Regions from separate parts of the Mus musculus genome. Here region 1 is linked to region 2. A link is a contact called in public Hi-C data. All regions are on one chromosome and are shown on one strand. Each heading gives the region's core, a stretch centred on a gene start, on an enhancer-like site or on the middle of the called end of the contact. The rest is flanking DNA. Distances are from core to core; before and after follow the strand shown.

Region 1 (6,265 bases), core at 502-3,001, 400 kb before region 2:
GGTACCTCTGCAGGCTTCTTTACTCTTCTAGCTGGACAGTTCACATCCAGCTCCTGGGACCATGTTTCAATATATCAATTCAGCTTCCTAAAATAAAGAGTTTTAAAAAGCCATTATTCACCTGTGCTAGGGCTCAGAGGAAGAGGTCTGGTATTTCCAGCAGGTTTCCCAGGCTCATAGAAATCAACTCTGCTCCTCTGGTCAGTGGTAGGGATTCAGTGTCATGGTGAAGTAGTTTGGCTCCTACTAGTCTCATAAACAATGTGATCAAAGACAGGTAAGGAAGTAATTGTATTCTAAGATAATTGTAAGAGAAAGCAACATAAAAAGACTCAAAAAACTCAACTGGCACAGAGCATGAAACTAGCCGAGCTCTCCACATTACTGACTGCTAGCTTCTGATCACTCGGTCAACACCGAGATCCACAACTATCTAGAGATATCTAGAGAACATGACTATATTGGCTCACAGTTTTAGAGTGTTCCATTGATGATCAGTTAGCCTTATATTTTGGAAAACGCAGTGTGTCATGAGAGTGACTGAGACAAACCACTCATCCCATACCTGGGAAGCCAGAGGCAGAAAGAACCAAGGGACAAACGTCCTCTAACCCACTTCAGGGATGCATGCCATTGACGGAAGCTTCCTACTAGCCTCGCATCCTGCTTCACACCACCGCCCTGACACAGCACACTAGACCATGTCAAACATAAACCACAGCAAATTATCTCCATTACTGTACTTTCTCGGATATTCTTCATGAATCAGTTAGAGGCAGCACCTACCTGGCTCAAGGTACAAGAAAAGGAAAGTTAGCATTCAATCTTTACATTGAATATTAAATGTTAGATCCACTTTTACATTTTATTTGTTTATTTTTGTTTATGTGTTTGTGTATCTACCTATATGAAGAGGTTAGAAGGACCTGTGGTTTGAACTCAGGTCCTTGGCCTTGGCAGCAAGGACCTTTTCCATCCAGGCCATCTCAGGTTCAACTCCTTGGTGGCTGTCTACTTTCCTTCAGAAAAAAAAAGGTTTTTAGTTATATGTATACTAATATTATAATATTTGCAATATTAACACATGTTGATTATGTAAAATAGTGCATTCCATCTTAATACTTTCATATATATATATATATATATATATATATAGTGCTTTTTAACCACACCCACTTCCTTTGTCCTCCTTGGCTCCTCTCATTGGTTCCTTTCCTCTTCCCAATTACTATCCTTTACTTTCTTGTCTGATTTTTTTTCTATTTTTCTTCACCAATTTATTTATTCATTCATTCATTCACTTTACAGCCTGATCACAGACATTTCGCTACTCTCGTCCCAGTTCCACTCTCACACACCCTCCTCCATTCCCCATCCTCTTTTCCTCAGATAAGAGGAGGCCTTCCACGGCTACCAGCCTACCCTCTTACATCTCAGCAAGACTGAGTGCACCCTCTCCCATTGAAGCCAGACAAGGAAGCCCAGCTGTGGGAAAGCAATCTAAAGGCAGGCAACAGAGTCAGAGAGAGTTCCTGCTCCAATTGTTAAGGGACCCATATGAAGAGCAAGCTATGCATCTGCTACTTCTGACAGGATGTCTAGATCCCGCCCACGCATGCTCTTTGGTTGGTGGTTTAGTCTCTGTGCGCCTCATAGGCACAGATTAGTTTCCTCTGTAGGTCATCCTGTGGTATCCTTGATCCTTCCAGCTCCCCCTCAGTGCTTCCCACAGCTCTTCCACAGGACTTCCTGAGCTCCACCTATGTTTTGGCTATGGGTCTTTGCATCTGCTTCCATCAGTCGCTGGATGGAGCGTCTCAGAATACAGTTATGGTAGCCTCTTGTCTGCAAGCATAGCAGAATATCATGAAAGTGTCGGGCTTGGCTGTCTCCCATGGGGTGGGTCTTGTTTGATTTTTTTTCTTTAAAAGTCTAAATTCTGCATATGAGAGAAAATATGTAAGATATGTTCTTACATGAATTTAGCTATTTTATGTAATATGATCTCAATTTTCACTCAATTATTTTCTCTGCAAATTAAATAGTTTCATTCTTTTTCATGGCTAAATAATAACACCCATTGTGTACATAAGCCATACTTCAGTCATTCATTCATCATCAGATATCAAGGCTGTTGCATAAATTGGCTATAGTGACTAGTGCTACAATAAGCTTGCATATTTGGGCATGTATACAGATTTTGTTTCTTTATATGTACGTTCTGGAGTGATGTAACAAGGTCATAGTCTAGTTCTCTTCTTAGTTTTTTTTGAGGCTTTTGCCATACTAATTCCCATTGTGAACTGACTACTTTATGATTTAGTCAATAATGCTCCTTACCATTTTTGTTTTCTTGATGATAGCCATCAGACAAGGGTGAAATAGAATCCCAAGGTAGCATCCCAGACTTCTCAAGGTTGCTTGTCTCCTGGCAGACAGACCCGAGGTCTCAACCTTGGTCAGAGAGGTTTTGTTTTTTTTTTTTTTTTTTTCCCTGTACTGTAAGCAATCATGGAGAGATGAGTTGCTATTCACAGCACTGAGAATAAGGGACCAAGAGCTCAGCCCTAAACAAAACCTCATCTCCAGCAAGTTCAGGGAACATTAGAAGGAGAGGAGGAAGAAAGAATGTCAGATCTGGAAGACAGGAGAAATGATGATGTTTTCCGGATGTGATATGGCTATTGAACTTATTAACTCTCAGCAGTCAAAATCTTGGCATACATAGAGTAGATGATCTCAAGGTCCCACTTCATATGAGGAGCTATTGGTAGTGATAGTTCCTAGCAAATAATCATTCTGTATTGATATTATGGCCCTAATAGTTTTCCCATGCTCCACAGAATGGCCCCACCCATACACATAAAGGCAGGACTAACTGGACGTAGTAGGCTATCCAAAGGGGGTAGGGGAGCCATGAATGGGAATAATGGAAGAAATGATATTTTATTGTACACATCTATTAAATTCTCAAAAATAAAGAAGAGAATGAACGAGACTTAGAGTAGGATTAATTTGCATCTTCCTGATGACTAAATATCTTGATGTTTCCCCCACACATTTAGCAACTGCTTATGGTTGTTGCTGCTGCTGCTGCTGTTGTTTTCATATGTGTGTGTTATTTTTCAAATGGATAATCAATTTGCCCATTTGCAAGTTGGATTATTTGTTCTTTTGCTAGTTGTATTCTTTATATATTCTGAATATCAATTCCTTGCAAGTCAATAGCCTGGAAATATTTTTATTCTGTTCTTTAGTTTATCTGTTTATTCTTGTAATTGTTTCATACTGTGCAGAGGTTTTAAAATGCCACACCACCCTCACAATAGGCTTTAGCTACTATTCTCTGAGATACAAAAATCCTTTGCAATTATTATTGCTGCAGGCATTAATTTGGCTTCAAGGTTTATTTACTTTTCTTGTATATTATGTACATTGAACATTGTGATAAAATACATGGAAAAGAACTTAAAGAGTGACTTATGTCAGCTTATAACATGAGATCATTTAGTAGGTGTAGGGAGTGACTGATTGCACTGTGTCAACTTCTTCCTTGAATTTCTTTTTATTCAATTCAGGTCCCTAGCCTATAGGATGTTACTATCACATTCAGGATAGGTCTATCTTCTTCTCTCACTTATATGTCCCTAGGAACACCCTTTAAGATGTGCCCAGATGTACAACTTCAAGGTGATTCCAGGCCCAGTCAAATTGACAATGAAAATGGAAAGGAAAAGGCAGTATTGTTTTCCTCTAGGATTCTGAGCCCATGTAGTAGACAGCTGTAGGATTAAATAGCTGATGTGCCACCATTGCTGGTATTCAATATTGGTCTTTGATTTTAGGAAGCATCAGTATCATAGTTTCTGTGGAGGATTTTTTACTCTTTAAAACCTTATGAAACATGTTCATTTTTATAGTCTCTAAATTTCCCTTTATTTCCTTTAATTTGTTTCTAGAATAGTCCACAGGGAGCCCAGAATTTTTCTCTTGCACCCCACCTTGTCCTTTGTTTGGTTTTTACTTTAGATATGTTCTGAACTGAATAAACCCCCCTGGCTTACTGTTATCTACTTTATTTCTTGATGAACTTAGTTATTTCAATCTTCAAGTCATCTTGACAGCTTCACCATCTCTTGGTGTTGCAAGGTCTTCTAATTTATAGTCAGGCTTCATTAAATGCATTTTCTCTTCCCCTGCCTCAGTGAATAATTCTAACTCTCCTGCAATGCCTATTTTGAGAGACCAAATCATCTCTACTTGCTTATTCTGCTCCAAGTCCTTGGTGATAAAGTCTGGTACCATGCCAGTTACATCCTGCATGTTTGGTCCACCTATTTTAGCATTCCTCATACACTCATGCTGCCAGATGTGAGATATGAGGGGAATAGAAAGTGTGAGCTTCCCCAAAACTACTTTTACACTTAGAATTCAAATCTGTGCAAGCTTAGGGGTCAGAGGCATACCTTGACTATTGGATATAAAGCACACATTAGGGCAGCAGCACATGTCCCTTCTTAGATCATATCCTGTCCACTAGCCTGTAAGATTCAGGCACCATCAGCCCCTTTGATCCAAGAACTGCATCAAATCATTTTGACCCTTTGAGGAAGATATGCAACCTGGGCCGAGTAGAGCCAGATGACATTTTTATTACCGCAGCATAAAGCAATATTAAATGATTTCATGAAATGTAGCCAGAACATCTGTTATTAGATGTTAGAAATCTGATGCATTCAATTCTAGCAAACTGGCACACAGCCCTCTCTAAAATAATGTTTAACTGTTGGGGCAAGAAGTTCTGGAGTGTTCCATTCTTTCCACATGTCACATGCTGTTCTTCTTCTTTCTGATGATGTCCATCAAGGACAAAGACTTCCCTGGACAGAGGGATGATATGCCATGTGCTCTTTCCTCCCGGGTTTCAGTTTAGAAATCCCAGGCCCATGTAGAAAGACAGTCTATCTGTAACGGGCAAGGAAAAGAATACAGATCTAAAGATTTGTAGATAGACCTACACAGACTGTAAGACCAACCCTGAGAGCTGAAAATCAGTTGTATTCATGCGTCTATGATGCTACCTTCAGCTAACACTTTCACACCCTCCCACATCACACAATGTTATAACTGTTTGTGCAATGCAAGGGGAAATTCTCAAGGCCTTTACTCACCATAGGCAGGGTCCGTTTCTTTAAGATGAATCTGTTCCTAAGAGCATCATTTCTTTCTTTCAGGAGTCAAAGGCATATCTTTTTTCACTTTTTATTGGTTATTATACTTATTTACATTTCAAATGGTATCCTTCTTCCCAGATTTCCCTCCACAATATCTCTATCCTCTCCCCATCCCCTGCCTCTATGAGGGTACTCTCCCCCCCACATCCACTCCTGCCTCAGCACCCTAGCATTCCCCTACCCTGGGTCATTGAGCCACCACAGGACTAAGGGGCTCCCCTACCAGTGATGCCAGCTAAGGCAACCCTCTGCTACATACCCAGGTAGAGCCATGAGTCCCCCCCATGTGTACTCTTCGGTTGTTGGTTTAGAAGTACAGAGGGTCAGGATTTGAAAGTAGGTGTGTAGCAGTGGGGAGAGGGGAACTGGGAGTAGCCACTAAAATGTCCCAGATACCAGGGACCCAAGAGACTCCCAGGACCTAACAGGGAGGACATTAGCTGAAATCTCAATAAAGGGGAGAGAGAACCTGTAGACTATATCCAATAAATAGGCACGGTCCCCAGTTGAGGAATGGGACCACCTACCCACCTCAAAAATATTAATCTAGAATTCCTTCTGTTAAAAGGAAATGAAAGGACAAAGAGAGGAACAGAGACTGAAGGAAAGGCCACACAGAGACAGCCCCACCTAGGGACCCATCCTATCTGCAGGCAACAAACCCAGACAATATTGCTGATGGCAAGAAGTGCTTACTGACAGGAGCCTGGTATAGTTGTCCCCTGAGAGGCTCTACCAGAGCCTGACCAATACAGATGTGGATGTACACAGCCAAACATTGGACAGAGCATGGGGACCCCAATGGAGAAGTTGGGACAAGGACTGTAGGAGCTAAAGGGATTTGTGACATCATAGGAATAACAACAATATCAACCAACCAGACCCAGAAAAGCTCCCAGGGACTAAACCACCAACCAAAGAGTAATATCTTAACCCATAGTGTGTTGCTAGTGGGATCTCAGGACTCAGTCTTCTGGTGTGTGTGTGTGTGTGTGTGTGTGTGTGTGTGTGTGTGTGTTGATTGGCAGAAA
Region 2 (5,644 bases), core at 292-2,791:
ACTCGAGACACACCACCTTCAACAGTAGGCATGGGAAGGGAGTACAATTTTCTACATCTGCAGCACATTAAGCCCTTACCTGATACAATGTGATTCAAAAACTAATAAATCAACAGCAGAAACAGACCCTGGTGGCTATTTGTGAGGAAAAAAGAACTTTTCTCTGTGACCCATGTTGGGTACATGTGCACAGTAAACTTCATGGTTTTAACACACCTAAATATATTTCTTGCTATACATATAGGTCTTAGTTATCTGGGTTTTAATTGTATCTATACTCATGTTAATATGTGGCTTTTTGTGAGGTATCATTTTCTATAATTCCTTTTTTTCAGTAATTCAAACTTTTATTGAATATATTAAGATGCTTTTAACATTCTGAACCAGAGTCTCACTTGGGCAATATCAAACTCTAATATTTTATATTATTTATATACACTAACATAGATAAAAATAATTTTATAGTCATGTATGGTACTGTATGTGTGTGTGGATACATAAAAAATCAATGATATCTTTTATTTATATTCAATGGTCAATCATGACATACAGGTTGCAAGTATGTTCATTCACAGAATTACAATCATCCATGGCATTTGCAGAGGATTGGTTCCAGGCCCTTGTTCAATTGCCCAAATCCACAGTTGCTCATGTCTACTATATAAAATTATCTAAAATGGTATAGCATTTCATGTAACCCACACACATATCTATCTCATGTTCTTTAAATTATTTCTACATTGTATTTAGTACAATGTAAATAGTATGCAAATAGTTGCTTTTCTGCATTGTATAAGGTATAATGACAAGAAATATCTGTATTTGTTCAGCACAGACGTAAGATTTTAGAAGGTTTTGGTCTGTGGCTGGTTGTGGAATCTGTGGGTATGGAAGGGCAGGTTCACAGACAACTGTTCTACTATGATGGGCAGATGTGTGGTCTCTGGCTGAATTTTAGCCTACTGAGTCCAAATCAAAATAATTTCAAGAAAGTGCTACCTGCTTAAGCCTTTTAATGGTCAATCAGGAATTTCCACTCTGGTTCCTTCTGAGTAAACTGAGATTTCACTGATGTGATGTGACGACAGTTGCCAGGTTTGATCCGACTTATGAGATTTTGCCAAGCGTTTCTATGTCCCCTGGGCTGGAGACCAAAATACATAATTAATTTTTGCCCAGGCCTGTGGGAGTACATATGACTTGTAATAAAACAAGCTACTGGCATTCCTACCTTGAGAGGGTATTCATTTCACTAGGGAGAGTGAGGTAGAAGCTATTAGTAAAACTATGTTGATCTTCTTTCAGGGGAGGGAAAATTGAGCCTCGGGGTGAAAAGGAGAGGGTTCAGAAAGAATAGCTGATGTGTGTGAGATAATTCTGTTTACATGGGTAAGAGGTGTCAAAGTGGCATTACTCATGAGACAGATTGGAACAGAATGTTGCAAATCACTTTCAAGATTTTTGTTGGACTTCCCCATATATTTGTAGGCTGGAGTCAGGATTACTGGCTTTGGTAATTAATCCTTCTGAGCCTGCATTCTTTGCTACTGAGAAGAGGAGTGATTCAGGGGCCCAACCTGCTAAATCAAGATAGTGTGTGACCTCTAGAAGCAAGAGGGCTTTTCCTCACTTGGCCAGAAAAACAGAATCCGGGAGCATTGGGATGAGTAAACCAACGGAGGGAGGTGATGTTTGAAGGGCTGCAGAGATTTCTGAGGAGATAAGTTTGGTACATTTAGAGAATGAAATGTATGCAATGGCAAATTCAGAGAACAGCATTGACTAGGGACTATGTGAAATTACAGAAAGTAGGCCCTTAAAGAGTGCCAGAATTTTTAAACAGCATACATTTCAACACCAGTTTATTAACACTTATCTTTCAGGGCTGTTATGTATGCCTGCTTGTTTGTTGAGTTTGGATTCACAGGTGTCAGTGTATTAATCAATTAGTTAATATTAATTAATTAATATGACAGCTGTAAATAAAAGCATTCCATCAGTTTGCAATTATTTTGCCAAATAGGGTATCCTTATCTTATGTCTTTCTGCAATTACTTCTGGTATTACTAGACACTAATTCAGACACCACAGGGGTTGTGTAGGTTAAATTTTCTCTTTGCTTTTTGTCAAGGAAGAAATCAGATCACTCATCTCCTATTAAACTGATTAGGTACTATAAGAAGATAAGAGAAGAATTTGCCCCTTTAAAATAGTTAAGATCAAAGAAGTCATGTTTCCTAGTATCCTAGGATACAGGAGTATGATACAGTTCAGCTCTTTGAGAGACATTTGTAATATTTTTAATAAATAAAATTCTATAAAGTTTTTTCCCTGTGGTAAAATTCCAGTCATTTAAAGACCATAAACTTATGATACCAAAAAGGAATATGTTGATCGCACTTACCATTATATATTTCCAACTTCACAAATGGAAAAGGCTTATTCCCTCTTTGAGCTTAAACATTAGCCTGAGATGGGATGAGCCAGAAAGAGAATTTTGAAAATCAAACAACATATGAGATGGCATCTTGTTCAGTGGGTTCTATCTCTGGCCTTGAAGCCGAATCAGAGTTTCTATTTCTTAGGGCCTGTGTCACTCTGTCCTGTAGTGTTTCTGCTCTTCTGCCCATGTTCCTGGGTATAAACTCCTTGAAAACTAGGCTTTAGTGAATTAAATGGCTTGGTAATTCAAGCTTCTACTTTGTGCTTGTGGCAAAGTAGGACATGAAAAATGGGTCACTGGATGATCACGTGGCAGAGTTATGAAGATGTTTTAAAAGACTCTATTATTATGTGCAGGCACACATGAAGTGTGTGTGCATGTGCCATGGTTCAGGTGTGGATGTCAGAGGACAACTTTGCATAGTTGGTCCATAAACATCCTTAAATAATTTGTTTTCTGGGATTCAGCTTGATGACCAGGCAGTTGTAAACGTTGTTATTGTTCCTTAAGTGTCAATAAAACTTCTTTGAACGGGTGTATCTTCTTAAAGATGATTAACTTTGGAGTCCTACGGCTTAGGAGGCACATCATGGCTCCAGTTTCCCCTTCGGCAACCTTTTCTATTTAGTCTTTGTTCATTTTGACATCAAACATCCTAGATAGGGAAAGGGCAAAGCATGCGAGTGTGTTTACTTCCTTTCCCTGCCTTAGTGCAATGGGCACTTCAGAGGGAGGGTTTGGAAGCTGTTTAAAGTCTAAAATGCTTGCTCCCTGCCTTTTGAGTACATGTGTTTGAGGCTGAAAATCTTATCAGCAGATAAGCGCAGAGAGGCAGCCATCCCACATTCCACAAACTCAAGTCCAGATGGCAGGAGAGTTAGGGGTGAAAAACCCAAGCTCCTCAATCAAGCCAAACAGCACACACCTTTCCTGGCCCATTTGTTCAGCCTGTCACAGGTCCCCTCACATCTCAGGATAGGCCAGATTGGCTGTTTAATTAACTCCCCAGGACAACATTTTAGTGAGGGCAAGTCTTGTGTTACTGAAAACAAATCGAAAGCTCCAGTTTTTTGTTCTTCTTCCTTTGCTTTGGTGGTCACTGTTATCTGGAGATTCTGGTTCAATTCAAATGGCAAGAGTGATAGGTTTTGTGCAAGGATCCACTTGATCTTTTGTTTATTTTTCTTGTTTTACTCATTTAGTCTGACAGGGTGAACTTAAGAGATTTATTTTCTCAATGCCAAGGAAACAATAGCATTTGTGCGTGTGTGTGTGTGTGTGTGTGTGTGTGTATTTTAATTCTTTTTTTTCCTTTTTTTAAAATTTATTTTTACATTCTATAATCCATTCACACCCACCTCCCCATCCATCCTCTGGCAGTCCACTTCCCATACCTCCTCCCCACCCCCTGTCTCCATGTGGATGACCCCACCATTGACCCCACCTGACCTCTAAACTCCCAGGGGCCTCCATTCTCTTTGAGGGTTAGGTGCATTATCTCTGAAAGAACACAGACCTGGAAGTCCTCTACTGTATGTGTGTTGGAGGCCTCACATCAGCTGGTGTATGCTGTCTGTTTGGTGATCCAATGTTTGAGGGATCTCAGGGGTCCAGATTAATTGAGATTGCTAGTCCTTCTACAGGATTGCCCTTCTCCTCAGCTTCTTTCAGCCTTCCCTAATTCAACAACAGGAGTCAGCTGTTTCTGTCCATTGGTTGGGTACAAATATCTGCACCTGACTCTTTGAGCTTCTTGTTGGGTTTTTCAGAGGGCAGTCATGCTAAGTCCCTTTTTGTGAGTGCTCCATAGCCTCAGTAATAGTGTCAGTTGTTGGGACCTCCTCTTGATCTGTATCCTACTTTGGGACTGTTGCTGGACCTTCTTTTCCTAAGGCTCCTCTCCATTTCCATCCCTGTAATTCTTTCAGACAGGAACAAGTATGGGTCAGAGATGTGACTGTGGGATGGGAACCCCATCTCTTACTTGATGCCCTGTCTTCCTGCTGGAGGTAGGCTCTATAAGTTCCCTGTCCCTACTGTCAGGCATTTCATCTAAGGTCCCTCCCTTTGATTCCTGAAAGTCTCTTACCTCCTAGGTCTCTGGTGCACTCTGGAGGTTTCCCCCAACCTCCTATTTCCTGAAGTTGGCTGCTGGCCCTCAGGGCTTCAATACTTTTCCCTCACCCAATACCAGATCAGGTTCCCCTCTACCCCCACTGACCCCACCACCCTGTCCACTTTCCCTCCCAGGTCCCTCCTCTCCCTCCCCAGTGGTAGGCAGTTAAAGTTGCATTCTGCTTGCAAGTGAAACATTGGCTGTGAATAATTTTCAGGGAAACTTAATTCTGCTTATAATGCCTTAAGAATGTACTGTGACAGTCTATGGATGGTCCTTCCTTCCATCTCAGCTCCAAACTTTTTCTCTGTAACTCCTTCCATGGGTATTTTGTTCCCCATTCTAAGAAGGTACAAAGTGTCCATACTTTGGTCTTCCTTCTTCTTGAGTTTCATGGGTTTTGCAAATTGTATCTTGGGTATTCTAAGTTTCTGGGCTAATATCCACTTATCAGTGAGTGCATATCATGTGTGTTCTTTTGTGATTGGTTTACCTCACTCAGGATGATATCCTCCAGATCCATCCATTTGCCTAAGAATTTCATAAATTCATTGTTTTTAATAGCTGAGTAGTACTCCATTATGTAAATGTACCACATTTTCTGTATCCATTCCTCTGTTGAAGGACATCTGGGTTCTAGAGAAGGTATCCAAGGAGCTAAAGGGGTCTGCAACCCTATAGGAGGAATAACAATATGAACTAACCAGTACCCCCCCCTCCAGCTTGTGTCTCTATTTGCATATGTAGCAGAAGATGGCCTAGTTGAACATCAATGGGAGGAGAGGCCCTTGGTCTTGCAAAGATTATATGCTCCAGTACAGGGGAATGCCAGGACCAGGAAGCAGGAATGGGTGGGTTGGGGAGCAGGGTTGGGGGGAGGGAAAGATTAGGGGACTTTCAGAGAGGAAACTAGGAATGGGAATAGCATTTGAAATGTAAGTGAAGAAAATATCTAATAAAAATTAACATTTTAAAAAAGAAGGTACTGTGACATGCCTCTGAGTATTTTTCTCTCAGAAAAATATTGTTCTTTGAGAAAGGTCCACTTTCTGAGAAATGTATGTTTACATTCTTACTATACATTA

The links. A called contact is a pair of places that touch in the nucleus more often than the background predicts.
Region 1: a Hi-C map of the C2C12 cell line shows a contact between it and region 2, with 3 times the contacts expected there. The contact joins two enhancer-like sites. A contact is called at or near these places in 1 of 15 datasets of contacts at CTCF or cohesin (the NIH/3T3 cell line) and 3 of 484 Hi-C or Micro-C datasets (the C2C12 cell line and nephron progenitors).

The regions. Positions count from the first base shown.
Region 1 is chr12:10,529,672-10,535,936 of GRCm38.p6, reverse strand. Gm38407 (predicted gene, 38407) reads right to left here. Exons shown (of 12, transcript NR_110487.1): 12 at 4,634-4,965. Among named protein-coding and RNA genes, the nearest start is that of Gm38407, 86 kb to the right of the region's middle. Within about 2 kb of position 1,751, at least 3 of the 459 cell types and tissues checked have an H3K27ac peak or open chromatin away from gene starts, as enhancers often do. A contact at or near this core is called in the C2C12 cell line, where this site is marked.
Region 2 is chr12:10,131,923-10,137,566 of GRCm38.p6, reverse strand. No RefSeq gene overlaps it. Among named protein-coding and RNA genes, the nearest start is that of Gm46324, 57 kb to the right of the region's middle. Within about 2 kb of position 1,541, at least 11 of the 459 cell types and tissues checked have an H3K27ac peak or open chromatin away from gene starts, as enhancers often do. A contact at or near this core is called in the C2C12 cell line, where this site is marked.